Linked DNA regions of Cyprinus carpio: region 2 is linked to region 1. Evidence: chromatin contacts called from public Hi-C data. All regions are on one chromosome and are shown on one strand. The core of a region is the stretch at or near the end of the contact, and the rest is flanking DNA. Distances in the headings are between cores, read along the strand shown.

Region 1 (7,791 bases), core at 2,778-5,277:
TTGGCCATCGGGTCCAGTGACTCAGGTTTCTGCATGAACAGCCAAAACTGGGTAATAAAAAAACAATAGATGAAAACTGAGACTAGGAGAAATCAATGAGGCCCAGTCATTTCTCCAAATGACATGCAATACTAAGCTTCAAAAGCTATTAGAATCAAAGCGGTTTCACATCTTGACTTAATTTTTCCATTCCTTGTACTAAGAAACATTTACTGTTTCACTATCAAACAATTCAGTAGTTCTGCGAAGTGATTCAATAAACTGTAATAATTATTCATGGTTAAACTTGATGATGCTATGAACATTTGTGGTAGTGATGGTACTTACCAAAGCTTCTGCTCCATTGTAAGGTGAGAGGGTAAAAGTGTTGGTGAATATCCTTCTCTGATGATATAGGACAGGACATTAACACAATGTTAGATTTGGGTGACTTTCCTATTATTGTGTTGATATACAAAAAGTAAAGTAAATTGAGGACCTACAAGCCACATTACTGGCAAGATGAGAGCCAAGAAGAATGATGGTAGAATGCCATAGGTGAGGTTAGTCATGACCAGACCAGGACAGATCACTGATGAAAACAAACCCTGTTAACAGATGACTAGTATCCATGACAAATTCACAATTATGATAATCATAATAATTATGGTATAAAACAAGTCATGCAGTAACCATTTTCTCTAGGGAACTGTGAACTCACCCGGTTGTTGTAGTGACGGTTTAGGGCTAAGCTCAGTAGATCAGATGCATATTTCGAGGAGCTATAGGGCTCACGGCCTTTCTGATGCTGTATGTCATCTAGACTAAAAGCAGATCGCTGGGCTTTATTGGAGGATCTCCAGATCACTAGAGAATTGTGGTCTATCTGACACAGTAAGGGCTCCAGTTCTTTCACCTGTCGCAGAAGCAAAAAAATGCAGTTAGATCCAGGAATACACCGCCTAATTTCTGCACCATTTAAAGTGCTAAAAAGAATTACAAAAATACTGTTTCCGTCTACCATTGTTTGGCTACACTGGTAATCCTGCCCTAAACTATCACTATTAGTTCAGCCATAAAAAATGACAACACGACAAGGAACAACACTCTGGGAACATAGCGGACAAACGAAACTGGCTAAAAAAATATATAAATTATGAATAGGTAAATTTATCATTCAAAATTTTGGGGTCGGGAAGTTTTTTGTGACATTTTATCACAATTTAAAATAACTGTTTTCTGTATTAATATATTTTAAAGTGTAATTTATATCAGGTTGAATTTTCAGCAGCCATTACTCCAGACAGTCACATGATTCTTCAGAAATCATTCAGAAAATATTCTGATTTGATGATCAAGAAACATAATCATTTTATTATCAATGCTGAAAACAGTTGTGTCACTTATGTATTTATTTATTTATTTATTATTTTGGAAAATGTGATTATGTTTTTTCTGGATTCTTTGATGTATAGAAAGTTCAAAAGAATTGTATTTTCTGAACAACATAGCATTATAATTATCCAAATAAACCATAAATAAACCAATCCAAACTATCACCAACCAATCCAAACCCCCCCACCAAAAAAAAAAATCTTACATTTTAATAAAAATAATTTAAGTGTGTGGTGTGAGAGAGAAGCAGAGGACAACTTGACTAGAAATACAAGCCTCTCTCCTCCTCACTCGGTGCTGTCCCAACAGAAAATCGATAAGTCTCATCTGGTCAACTAACTTTAATGTCTGAGCCACTTGAGCCACAATAACATGACTGTATAAAGAAGCATCAGGAAAGAACAGTGCTGCCCGACTTCCAGCACTGATGACCAAATGCCTTAGTGCAAAAGAATGAGCTCTTCAATAAGCAAACGGCAACACTTTACAAAGAAGCACAGGGCTGCAATTTGAGGACTCAAAATAACTTCAGCACTACAGACTTTCAGATGAATTATTGATTGAGACAGCTGCCAGAGAGCAAGTAGTTGACAACAGTGAAATGAATCCTGTGGCATTTATGGGTGAAATACTGTTCTAGGAGATCTTTTTGAGGAAGATGATTTTTTTGATAGTGTTGCATGAAAACGATAGAAATACTGTCAAAATGTAATGTGTTCTACCACAGCTACGTAAATAACTGGATATAAATAACAGTAAAAAACACTAGTTTGTTATTAAGTTGTTGTTTATTTTTATGTGTGGTCACAGAAACACATTTGTTATTTCTAATCCATCAACTTACCAGAAGGAAATGACCAAAAAGATTAGTGGAAAACACTTCCTGCAAACCAATGGGTGTGACCTTATCTCCCTGGGTCAGAATACCCTCCCCCGTGGCAAACATGCAAACCACATTACTGATGGGTAAAAAAATATAGAACAATGAATTATAATCGAATCACTATATTCTATGCTATACTATACATGTGTGTGTATATACATACATATAAAACCATATATGCTGATTAGGTGCACAAGAAACATTTCTTATTATCATCAATGTTGAAAACAGTTGTACTGGGTAATATTTTTTTTTTGGGATACTTTAATGAATATAATGTTCAAAAGACCAGGATTCAACTGACACAGTAACATTATATATGTCTCTACTGTCATTTTTGATTAATTTAATGCATCTTTGCTGAATAAATTCATTAATATTTAAAAACTTTTAAACATGCAGTGTATACAGAAAGAAATACTGTACCTAGAAAACAGGCCTTTATAAAAGGCTTTGTGATCTACTCTGGGATTAGGCATGATTCCAGCATTGAGATACAGATAGTCCAATCTGTTGTACCTGTTCAAAAAAAAAAAGTTTTTACAAATGTGCAAGTTAAATCACTTTTTAATGTTCATTCAACATTATATTACATACAATGTTTATTTAGCATTATACTTTAAACAGATCTGGGGCTTTAAATGTGCCGGTCACATCAAACCAAGTTCACAGTGTCTAGTGACTCCTAATCTGCTCCTAACTTTCTATAAATACATGAAAGGAATTCAAAAGTACTCACATTATTCATTACATATAAGTGCAGTTTCCAGGTTCTGGCATGGATACTACAGAAGTGAAAGTTCTACAGCCCATGCTTACTAACTGTGGTGGTGTACTAATTTTTAATATGCCCAATTAGATTTCAGAAAAAAATTGATTTCAGAACTACAGTGAAGTGCAGGATTTTTTTTTGTCAACAGCAACTTACATTTTAGTCTGTTCCTCACATAAAACTATGATATGGCTTCAAAAGATTTGGAATATAGTGTAGAGTCATGTGGATTACTTTTATGGTGCTTTTTAGAGCTTGACATCTCACTGCAACTACATGAAAGGCATAAAGTCCACTAAAATTAGTGTATTTTGGTAAACAGGGACTGGGATGTCTTACATCTGCTTGAACTCCTCAGCAGCTCTGAGCACAGAGCGCATGTTGCCCACATCTAAGTGCAGCAGAGTAGCTTGAGCTGTTGGGTGAGACACTAGAAGAGCCTGTCGGGCAGCCTCAGCTCTCTGCATGTTCCTGCAGGCCAGACAGAGCTGCAGCTGGGCATCCTGGCTTACACAGGGCAAGGCCAATACCACTGAATGCGCAATACACACACACGCATGCAAACAGGGTTATATGGAGTGAGCATTAACATGCAGAGAAAAAGAGACATTGTGCAGCATGTTTTCTCTACTAACTTACTGGTTAAGAACGCATTTGAAGAATACATAATATAAACAAATTAATCCTAATTTCTTTCTTTCTAAGATGTATTTTTGTTGTTTTAAAACAAAAACATTATTGAAAAATAATCTAAAAGTTGTCACTACGATGATAACAGAATGACGTTTAAAACAGTGATGTCTAACGTTAGCTATAACAGTGACGCGAAACTACAAAGACTACAATTAGACACACAGTTTGGTTACCTGTTTGCACCGGTTACCAACACTACTTTCTTCATCCTATCTTTACATTCATGCAATATATGATATGCTACCTGTGATACTGTATTTTTCCTTCGCAACCGTTTCTAACGTGGTATTTCACCAGTGTCTGGAGTTTGTACAGCCGCCATATTGTGATTGGAGGTCACGCTTCTATCGGCCAATCAGCTGTTTCCTTTCTGTGACGTGACATAAAAAAAGTAAAAAAATATAAAGTCATGCAATAGTAGAAAATTATTGTCAGAAACCCATTTTTAAGATTCAGTTCATATTTATTCGACAGAAAACCAATGCACAATGAAAAGAACGATTTAAAAAGCAAATATTAGAGTACACACGTTAAAATGAATGTCTTGATACATTCTAAGCTGTACACAAATGTCCAATTCACTTATGAATTCAAACAACAAACACACGTTTTATTACTGTGTAAGTATGAAATCCGTAGTTTTGTTATTATAAAATGTCTAGACAACAAGTTTAAAGGTTCATCAATTTATTATTTTATGTACAGTTTCCTAACATAGCTATACAATAGGCTGATAATGGAAAATTAGGACTTATTAAAAATACAGCACGAAGCTTAGGTTAGAAAGGATAAGCATGACTTTAAGGAAATTTTGCTATGAATAAAAAAAAAATCCAGTTTTTCCATGCATTGTGATATGCCATTTTCAATGTACAGAATATGAAAACTGTTCATCACAAAGATGTTTTATGAAGTGGAATGTTTTTGTAAACAAACTCAAAGCCTCAGAAAGGGCTGTTCCTGTTTTATATCGTTTATGGTTTGAAGAAGGAACATTTAATGTAACAGTGCAGAATATAAAGCAACTTCATCAGTCATGTCAAGAATGCTAAAAATAATTTATACTTATAGCTAAAATACTTTCAAACCCACAACCAAAACACTTCTTATAGACTGTTAAAAATCTTAACCAACCCCGAAAGGTGCACACATTTTCAAAAATATGGTCATATTAATCACAAAACAGATTTCCGAGCCTCCCATTTGCAGCACTTTTCACATGCCAAAACATATCACGACTTACTGTAAACCATCATAGTGCATCTGTTCAATACAAATCCAGTATTTATCCCACACTTTAGCAATTCGGCACCACCTAGAATATACTGTACTCTGACATAAAAGAAAAACAAATAGCTTTAAAATACGCTTATTTCAATATTTTCTACAAATAAACAAAATTAGCTGGTGAAAACAAATGTACTTACTACCCCATTCAGCCTAATTTGAGATAAGATGAAAACATAGGACAAATGCAATGAAAACGTGAAATTAGCATTTAGTAACATATCTGATTTCATCCAACTTCATGCAAATATTGTAAGACGCTTCTGTAAAAGAATTATGGCTTTTCATAGCTCATTATGCTGAAATGTCTGTTTCTTGATGCAAAAGTTGTTTTAAGCAGAAGAAAAATAAGAGCACAAATGAAATGGACTTAAATAACCATTATCACCATACCAAGATTCTTCAAACAATATAACATAAAGAAAAGCAAAACACTTACATAATGCAGTACGCTTAAATATAAACACAATATATAGGTAGTTGCAGGAAAACACTAATATATGTTTTTACATTTACAATTTTAAGTACATTTTTCTGATTTTGAATTTGAAATTCTGTGACAACCAGATAAATTGGCTTTCTGTTAATCCTCTTGTTTGAAAGTGGTCTTTGCAGTTTACTACAAAGAAAAAATTAAATATGTCAAATAACAAAATACTTTAGCATTTTCGATAAATGAGATGAAATTATACACAAACGTCAAGAGACATCAAGATAAAACCAAAGGTGAATCTGAATGTCAATTAATGATTCTTATTTACATTCAAGCTGTCTTCGGCCTCAAAATACTGAAAACAACATTAAATTGGACATAATTAAAGGCGCATTAGTAGCCAATACCTTGTTTTTTGGCATTTCCTCTTTCTATTCAGAAATATTCTTATAGATATTTTAGAATATTTAGAGTTATTTGAAGAAAAAACACAGTGTGTAAAATACAATTATTCTGTGTTAAAGGTGCCTAAATTCATTGCTACATTTTCTTTGGCCTAGTGCTGCCCAGGTATTGTAAGACAGCCGAAGGCACTTAGTTAGGGGGCGTTATTCAATCATACAATATATATCAGTTTGCCTTTGCACACTCACAGTGAAAATTGCTACAGAAAAATGATAGACTCTGATCTCACTTATATACGAGAACATATAAGTGCGTGTTGCGGTGTGTAGTTGACTGGAGTCCTGTGGGCACACTGAAATGTCTCTGGGAGTGGACACTATACAAGTGGACACTATGGCTTGCAATCCAGTAATGTGTGATGAATCTCCTGGAAGGATGGACGCTCTTTGGTGTTCCTGTGCCAGCAGCTCAACATGAGCTTGTAGACGGGGTCTGGACACATTGGCGGCTGAGGCAGGTATATCTGAGAATAAGAATATACTGTTAGATATGGTACACTCTTATATAAATAAAGGTTCCAAAAGGGTGTTTTCGCAGCGATGCCATAGAAGAACTATTTTGGTTTCCCCAAAGAACCTTTCAGTGAACAGTTCTTAAAACCCCACCTGCTGTGTTGGGGTCAGTTTGACCCACACTCGATTTTCAAACTATTTCAGACTGGGTGAACTATTCATTTCTTATGGAAACTATGTGAAATATTTCTCATTTAGGGTCATGAATGTGCATTCAAAGATTCACACATAGATGTGTTTAGTAAAGGCTGTACTAATTTTATTATGACTTTTGTGTTGGGGTCATATTGTTGGTTTACATGCAATTTGCCAGAAATCAACATTTTGTAAAAAAAAAAAAAAAAAAAAAAAAAAAAACCCACCTTTATTGTAGCTTGTCAAACACTAAAATGTTACCATGGACAAAAAAAAACAGTCATAAGGGTCAACTTTTCAAAGTTGGGATTTATACATAATCGGAAAGCTGAATAAATAAGCTTTCCATTGATGTATGGTTTGGACAATATTTGGCTGAGATACAACTACCTGAAAATCTGGACTCAACAACAAAAAAAAAAAATACAATACTGAGAATATCGTTTTTATGGTGGTAGTGGTGTTGTTATTACTGCATATTGCTAATCAAAAATAAAATTTTAATATATTTACAGTAGGAAATTTACAAAATATCTTAATGGAACATGATCTTTAGTCAATATCCTAATGATTTTTGGCATAAAAAAAAAAATCAATAATTTTGACCCATACAATGTATTTTTGGATATTGCTACAAATATATCCCAGCGACTTAAGACTGGTTTTGTGGTCCAGGGTCACAAATATGAAATACATGAGGACTTCTGAAATTTAAGGCTCAAAAATTACTTGAAATTAAGACTAGTCATCTGAATCATCCATAGACTGAATCTTATAAAGGTTGTTTTTGGATCTAAATTACTAGACTGTTACAGCACTGAAAAACATGAGATATTTATTTTACCCTGAAAAGGGTTTGAGAAAACGACAACAAAAAGGCAGAATAAGTACAAATAGCAATAAATACTACAAATAGTACAAATAATGTTGGATACTATTTATACTTGTAGCTATTCACAACTCAGTTTTATTTTATTTTATTTATTTTTTTGTGCCTTACAGCTAATTTTGAACATAACAATATGTGGGTCAAACTGACCCCTAACACAATGAAAATTACACAATAAAAATAGATTGGACTTATTACATTTCTCACATATTTTAGAGTTTTCGTCCCTGCCAAACTACAATAGAGGTTTTCTGTTTTTATATATATTCTATGTTTTTCATTTGTATTTTTCATATTATTGATTTTTGGCAAACTGCACGGAGGTTCCACCCCCAATTCCATTTCCAG
Region 2 (7,791 bases), core at 1,390-3,889, 52 kb after region 1:
GAGGGTTTTGCGAGAGGGGAGGCCCACATCATACATGCCTTTTGGATATGATACACCCAACCGTGTCCCTTGACCTCCAGCCAATAGAAGAACTGCCACTTTGTTTTCTGATATACAACGCAGGCCTGTGGAATGATGGGAGGTTAGGTCACTTTAGCAAACAGATGTAAATACTAACTATGTCACACAATTCAAGGAATGTATCACTGCTCCCATTACACGAGTCCTTAATGTGAAATATGCCACATAATGTACAAAGGAAACTTACTCAACAACGCTGAGAAAAGTCATGGATGCTGTGGGTATAAATTGTCTGAATTCTTAAGCAACAGTTTGTGTTTAATTATCTGCAGATAACAATGGCAAATACCATTAACTTTTATGAGGCCTGCTTTATCTAACATAAATTACTGTTATGGTTGATGTTACATCACCCACACACAGCCTTTAATATGCTGAGATATGACTTTTATGTGAGTTAAAAAAATGAAGTATTAAAAAAATCTTATTAAAGTATTTTGAAAAATGAACTGAACAAAGATGACACGTAAAAATCATTGGGTATCATAGTAATATAGTCTGATTAAAGATGATGTGATGCTGAATGAGCTCAGCATGACTTCGGTAAAGCAATTACATCAAATCTAACCAGAACCAGATGTTTTCAGTCCGTTTTGAAGCATCCTCGCCCAAAATGGAGTACTGGGACAAAACAATGTTTATTCAAATTTGAAACCTATTGTTATGTTTTTTAAATAACAGAGTGGCTTTAGACAGACTCTGGAAAGAAATCCTGAGTTGCTGATCTCTTGGGGGTCATGATTTGTCTAAGGATGGTTCTCTGGGGTCCATTTAGGAGGAGAAGACATTGCATTACTCATTGTGTTTTGTTGTGCAATATTTCTTAGCAACGTTTGTTTCTGGTCAAGAAAAACGTATAAGAATTACTATCACATTTGGGTTATATTATTAAATGAAACATAATCTGTTATGCTTTTGCAATTGTTTAAAATGTCATTGTGCATAAATTCCTCTGTCTGTCCACTTGGTCAGACTGGGAAACCAACTTGCTGACCAGCTAAACTCCAACTTGGCTAGGTTGAGAAACCCACTTAAACAAGCAAAGAACCTTAGGTGGTTTCTTTTAGGTAAGGCAAAATACTGTGTGAGATGGAGTCCTATGAAACAATATCTGAACTCACCCTCTTCTTCCCATTCTTTGAGACATTCACGATCGCGGGTTACACTTCCCAAAACTTCTCGGGGCACCGGCTCCATCCTGGTGTCCACCTTCTCCTGCGAGTTCTGCCCAGATGTCTTCATGGCAGTTTTAAAGAAGTTATTGATCTCCATGAAGTTCATGCTCTCCAAGTCAACAATCATCTCAGCTTGTTCCTCAGGGCTTAGCTGGTCCCAAAACTGGAGGACATGAGACTGCCCGGCTTCATTGAGTCTCTCAGCCAGTTTGCTGGTGTCCATGGTCTCTCGTTTAGATCTGAATCTGTCAGTGATGGAACGGAGGTGGAAACAAAGTGACACTGATTATCTAAGAGCCTTACAAACTCCTGGCAGATCTACCCGTCTTATCCCGCCCATAAATTGATAACTACTCTGTGTACGTGCTCAGTCAAATAAACTCGAGGGAAACTAAGTCTAAGGTCAGGTGTGTGTGATCTTTACCTTTACTCAAAGATCATAATTTTTGATTGGCTGGAGCACAATATAAACTATTACTGGCCATCTGAAAGCCTACTGAACAGTAATCAAGTTTGATAAAAGTCTGACACTCCTGATTAAAGATCACACCTGCTCATTAATTATTTTTTAAATACGTCTTGTGCCTGTTGTTCAACAACAATGAATGAAAACACCTGGTTTATTAAAAATAAGATATCAATATTTGTCATAGTCATTCATAAAAAGAAATATTATAGCATCTAGAATTACCCATAACTAGCCCACATTTGCCCACAAACTCAAGTCGATAGACCGCCTTCTTGACAACAGTACAGCTCTCCGCGGCACCAAACCTTGAGAAATGTTTTGTGATGGTAGAATTAACAACATCATAATATTCTTACCTTTCGAGGAGCTGCTGAACACTTAATACTTCCCTCTCATCAGTGACACTAAAGACACGGTTACATCTCCTGAGAGATCCGCCTTCACTGTCCGAGATCCTCCTCCGACATCCGTCAGACTGACGTGGCACGACAAACACGGAAACACCAAAACCGCGCTACTTTTCCACACTCATGTTCCGGCAAACCCCACCTCCTTCGGACGAATGGGCGGGTCTAACTGCCACAATGCAGTCCGTGAATAGACAGACGAGCTGTCATTCATATAGTCATAGCCAACAGATTTCAGGTCAAGCGCGGGACTTGCTGGACAAGAAATAAAAGCGCAGCAGAATTATTAGACTTTATTCTTTTAGTCTGTTCAGAAATTGCCCAATACCTGGAGTGAATAACCTACTTTTTTCTGTTGGAGTTTTAATTTTGAAGGCACATTCTGGAGAGCCAAGTGTAACAATAGTCAAAATAATAATTAAATATTTTTTGGGAATATTTAATTAATTAAAAATACTGATTAATTTACAGATTATAATTATACTTTGCCTCACTGTAGAAAACTCCACTTTAAATTACAATGTCGTCATTTCCGGTATCATGGCCACCAAAACAGTGGCAGGACTTTGTCAGCTCGGTCCAAAACTGGGTTTCATGGATCCGCGGTGTCTTTGAGGCGCCAGCTACTATGGTGCGGCACTTCGCACCAATTTGTGCGTTTGCGTTAAAATATGGCATTTGAATCCATGTTCGTCAGCAGTTGGTAGTTAGCTGTAAACTTGGCTTGCAGGAAAGCACTATGCAAAGATCACTTTAGCAAAAAAAAAAAAGTTTCTGCAAAGGGCAACTAATGGAGCATACACTACTTATTATAAACCTGATAGTATTTAACTCCGATTATTACTGATATTACTCATGGCTTGTAGTTCTGGCTCCAATACAAAAATGTCCAATCCAAATGTCAGCACACCGGCGATGGCGGTGACACCAGACGCCGTGGATCAGAAGACAAGCCCGGTGGTATTTGAGATTTACGGAAAGATCTGGAGCGTGCAGGCTCGTCTGGGGCAGGGCGTCTCGGCCTCGGTGTACCGGGTGAACTCCGGCCGGGCGAGTTCTGCAGTGAAGGAGTTTCAGGTGGACGCACAGGGTGGAGATTACGGGTACCTCAAGGAAAGCTCTGTGCTGGAGAAGATTCAGGGACATAAAAATATAGGTAAACCATACAGGGGTCAAGACAAGCTAACAAACATAGATTTAAACCAGTGCTTCTCAACCGGGGGGGCCAGGGACCACTCTGCAAACTTTCTTGGGGCCCCAATAAGACTTAAAATTATTTACAATTTTGTTCTATTAGCATAATTTTAATTAAAATACTAAAAAAGAGAGATGTACAACGTAAAATGTTAACTTTATTTTAATTACAAAATAACATCAGTAAAGGTACAAATCAGCTTAGATATTGGGTCCTTTTAATATTCACTTGGACAAGGGGGGCCTTGTGGTCAAAAGAGTTGAGAACCAATGATTTAAACAGCTCTATGTGTCATTTAATTGGTATTAAAATCATGCAAAATGTCATTATTTTGATTCTGTTTAATCTAGAAAGAATTCAGAAGTACACTGGCATTGCAAATGTAAAATTGCTGCTCAATTTAATATAGTGATCATAATTCCTGGAGATCCAACTGCTGTTCCAGCATTGTAACGTTGGTATTTTCGTTGGGTAACGTTTGTATTTTCTCTCTTGTCTGGTGTTTATTCTTATGTCTCTCTAGTGACGCTGTATGGAATGTTCACCAATCACAACCCATTTGGTGTGGCCACTCATTGCCTTTTGTTGGAGCTTTTGGATGTGAGTGTGTCAGAATTGCTGGTCAGAGTGAGTAATCAGGGGCATTCCATGTGGTTGATTCAGCACTGTGCCCGTGATGTTTTGGAGGCCCTTAGCTTCCTGCACAGGGGAGGTTACGTACATGCTGACCTCAAGCCCCGCAACATTCTCTGGAGCGCTGATGACGAGTGCTTTAAGCTCATTGACTTCGGCCTTAGCTTTAAAGAGGGACACCAGGTGAGGAGTTGATATGGTTTTCCTGAGACACCCTATAATTTTTTGTCTGAATTTATTTACATACACAAGCATAGACTGCTGGTCAAAAAATTTGAGGTCGGTATAATTTCTTTCATGCTTACCAAGTCTTCATATATTAGATCAAAATACAGTAAAACCGTAATAATGTGATTTTTGAATTTAAAATAACTGTTTAATTTCTTATATATATAAGTATTTTATTCCTGTGATGTCAAAGCTGAATTTCCAGCAGTGTTTCATGATCCTTAACAATCATTATAATATGCTGATTTGGTGCTTAAGAAAACATGTTGAAAGCTCATGTTTATGTGGAAACTGTGATACATTTTTAAGGAGTCCTTTAGGAATAAAAAGTTATCATTTATTTAAAGTAGAGAATTCAATTTAATGTAGAGTTTCTTTAAAAAATAAAAACTTGCTGACCTCAAACTTTTAAATGGTAGTGTAGTATTAATGTTCTTCAGTATTCAGATACAGGTTGGAAGTGAGCTTCTTGTCTTTTCTGACTAAGGGTTCTTGTCTGTTCCTTACAGGATGTGAAGTACATCCAGACAGATGGTTACCGGGCACCTGAAGCCGAGCTGCAGAACTCACTGGCCCAGGCAGGTCTAGAGAGTGACTCTGGCTGCACAACTGCTGTGGACCTGTGGAGTCTGGGAATCATTCTTCTAGAGATGTTCTCAGGAATCAAACTGAAGGAAACTGTGAGGTCTCAGGAATGGAAGGTCAGCTGATGCCCAAGCAGCTGTGAAGCTGTACTCCTGAATTTGAACTTAAATCTTAAATGTTATTTAGTGTAATAACAATTTGCGTCAACATTTTCTCTGAGTAACTGTTCCTCATGTTATTTTGGCCTTGTGTTGTGTCTCTACAGGATAACAGTTCTGCAATAGTAGACCATATCTTTTCAAGCAATGCTGTGGTTTACCCGGCTATCCCTGTTTTTCATTTGAGAGATCTGATCAAAAGGTAGGAAGTAATCTAAGCGGTGTACTAGTGTGTTCTTTAGACATAATTAAAACAAGTAATATATGTCTGTACATTTCCAGTATGCTTCACAATGACCCTAAACTGAGAAGCACAGCTGAGTCAGCATTAATCAACCCTTTCTTCAGCATTCCCTTTGGTTTGTATGACTTAAACATTGTCTGCATCGCCCAGTTTGGTGTAACACTGTGTGAGTGAGGAACTGCTTTGGGTTTTAGCACCTCATATTGAAGATTTGGTTCTTTTGCCTACACCTGTCTTGAGACTTCTAAACGTAATAGACGACAACCACCTGTATAATGAGGATGAGTATGAAGGTGAGTCTTTGTCTTTACATTTCCTTTATAGTAAATATATTTTCTCTGTGGTTTATTTATTTAGTAGATCTCAAAGTCACATTTATTTCTTGGTCTTCTTAGATATAATAGAGGACATGAAAGAAGAATGTCAGAAGTATGGCACGGTTGTATCGTTACTGATCCCAAAAGAGAATCCTGGCAAGGGACAGGTGTGGAAAATGGAATTTCAGTAGTGAATGTGAATTATTCTAGATATTCTCTTCACCTAATAATTGGAAGAAGAGATTTTATATCCCAGTGGTGCTATTCTGGTAAAATAAAGGAGACATAAAATTTAATTGTATAGAAAGTGTTTTATGTTAATCTCTATAAACATATCCTTATCTAGTAACTACAAACGGCTCAAAGCCATGGAAATGTATTGTTCCAAAAATGCGGGAACTCTGACAATAACAATTTCTGGTTTATTTGAAAGGTTGACATGATTAAAAGTAATGATAACTTGCAGTTCATTATGTGAGCCTGATGTTAATTTGGGAAAAATTCAGCCAAATTAAGTGGGCTCATTCTGTGATGTATTCATTAAATTGATTCAGACCGATAACTAGTGAGTCTTTTTGACAAATTCATATAAAGAAACTCATAAGAGTTCATTCTTTTTTTAATTAGACAACACTGGTCACACTGTATGTATGTTGTCAAGAGAATGGAATAAAAAGACTTATTCTTTTATTGTACCACTCAATTATATATATATACAGGTGCTGGTCATATAATTAGAATATCATCAAAAAGTTGATTTATTTCATTAATTTCATTCAAAAAGTGAAACTTGTATATTATATTCATTCATTACACACAGACTGATATATTTCAAATGTTTATTTCTTTTAATTTTTATGATTATAACTGACAACTAAGGAAAATCCCAAATTTAGTATCTCAGAAAATTAGAATATAAATTAAGACCAATACTAACAAATTATTTTTAGAAATCTTGGCCAACTAAAAAGTATAAAAATGAAAAGTATGAGCATGTACAGCACTCGATACTTAGTTGGGGCTCCTTTTGCCTGAATTACTGCAGCAATGCAGCGTGGCATGGAGTCGATCAGTCTGTGGCACTGCTCAGGTGTTATGAGAGCCCAGGTTGCTCTGATAGTGGCCTTCAGCTCTTCTGCATTCTTGGGTCTGGCATATCGCATCTTCCTCTTCACAATACCCCATAGATTTTCTATGGGGTTAAGGTCAGGTGAGTTTGCTGGCCAATTAAGAACAGGGATACCATGGTCCTTAAACCAGGTACTGGTAGCTTTGGCACTGTGTGCTGGGGCCAAGTCCTGTTGGAAAATGAAATCTGCATCTCCATAAAGTTGGTCAGCAGCAGGAAGCATGAAGTGCTCTAAAACTTCCTGGTATACGGCTGCGTTGACCTTGGACCTCAGAAAACACAGTGGACCAACACCAGCAGATGACATGGCATCGAAAACCATCACTGACTGTGGAAACTTTACACTGGACCTAAGAAACGTGGATTGTGTGCCTCTCCTCTCCAGACTCTGGGACCCTGATATCCAAAAGAAATGCAAAATTTACTTTCATCAGAGCACATAACTTTGGACTACTCAGCAGCAGTCCAGTCCTTTTTGAAGCGAGACGCTTCTGACGCTGTCTGTTGTTCAAGGGTGGCTTGACACAAGGAATACAACAGCTGAAACCCATGTCTTGCATGCATCTTTGTGTAGTGGTTCTTGAAGCACTTACTCCAGCTGCAGTCCACTCTTTGTGAATCTCCCCCACATTTTTGAATGGATTTTGTTTCACAGTCCTCTCCAGGGTGCAGTTATCCCTATTGCTTGTACACTTTTTTTCTACCACATCTTTTCCTTCCCTTCGCCTCTCTATTAATGTGCTTGGACACAGAGCTCTGTGAACAGCCAGCCTCTTTTGCAATGACCTTTTGTGTCTTGCCTTCCTTGTGCAAGGTGTCAATGGTCGTCTTTTGGACAACTGTCAATTCAGCAGTCTTCCCCATGATTGTGTAACCTACAGAACTAGACTGAGAGACCATTTAAAGGTTTTGCAGGTGTTTTGAGTTAATTAACTGATTAGAGTGTGGCACCAGGTGTCTTCAATATTGAACCTTTTCACAATATTCTAATTTTCTGAGATACTGAATTTGGGATTTTCCTTAGTTGGCAGTTATAAACATCAAAATTAAAAGAAATAAACATTTGAAATATATCAGTATGTGTGTAATTAATAAATATAATATACAAGTTTCACTTTTTGAATGGAATTAGTGAAATAAATCAACTTTTTGATGATATTCTAATTATAT

Evidence for each region. A called contact is a pair of places that touch in the nucleus more often than the background predicts.
Region 2: a contact with region 1 is called in a Hi-C map of liver, with 3 times the contacts expected there. The contact joins the promoter of LOC109091392 here to the enhancer-like site in region 1. A contact is called at or near these places in 3 of 8 Hi-C or Micro-C datasets (liver and skeletal muscle).

Annotation. Positions count from the first base shown.
Region 1 is chrA6:21,997,259-22,005,049 of ASM1834038v1, forward strand. LOC109091394 (discoidin domain-containing receptor 2-like) reads right to left here. Exons shown (of 16, transcript XM_042758455.1): 16 at 4,165-6,370. The coding sequence ends at 6,239. It also overlaps the pseudogene LOC109091396. Among protein-coding and RNA genes, the nearest start is that of LOC109091395, 9.0 kb to the left of the region's middle. Within about 2 kb of position 4,028, at least 5 of the 8 cell types and tissues checked have an H3K27ac peak or open chromatin away from gene starts, as enhancers often do. A contact at or near this core is called in liver, where this site is marked.
Region 2 is chrA6:22,050,871-22,058,661 of ASM1834038v1, forward strand. It overlaps LOC109091392 (serine/threonine-protein kinase Kist-like), which reads left to right and starts at 2,640. Exons shown (of 9, transcript XM_019105148.2): 1 at 2,640-3,288; 2 at 3,851-4,143; 3 at 4,698-4,889; 4 at 5,039-5,133; 5 at 5,214-5,290; 6 at 5,370-5,468; 7 at 5,571-5,659. The coding sequence starts at 2,988. LOC109091041 (UDP-N-acetylhexosamine pyrophosphorylase-like) reads right to left here and starts at 2,235. Exons shown (of 10, transcript XM_042758458.1): 1 at 2,082-2,235; 2 at 1,203-1,501; 3 at 1-125. The coding sequence starts at 1,479.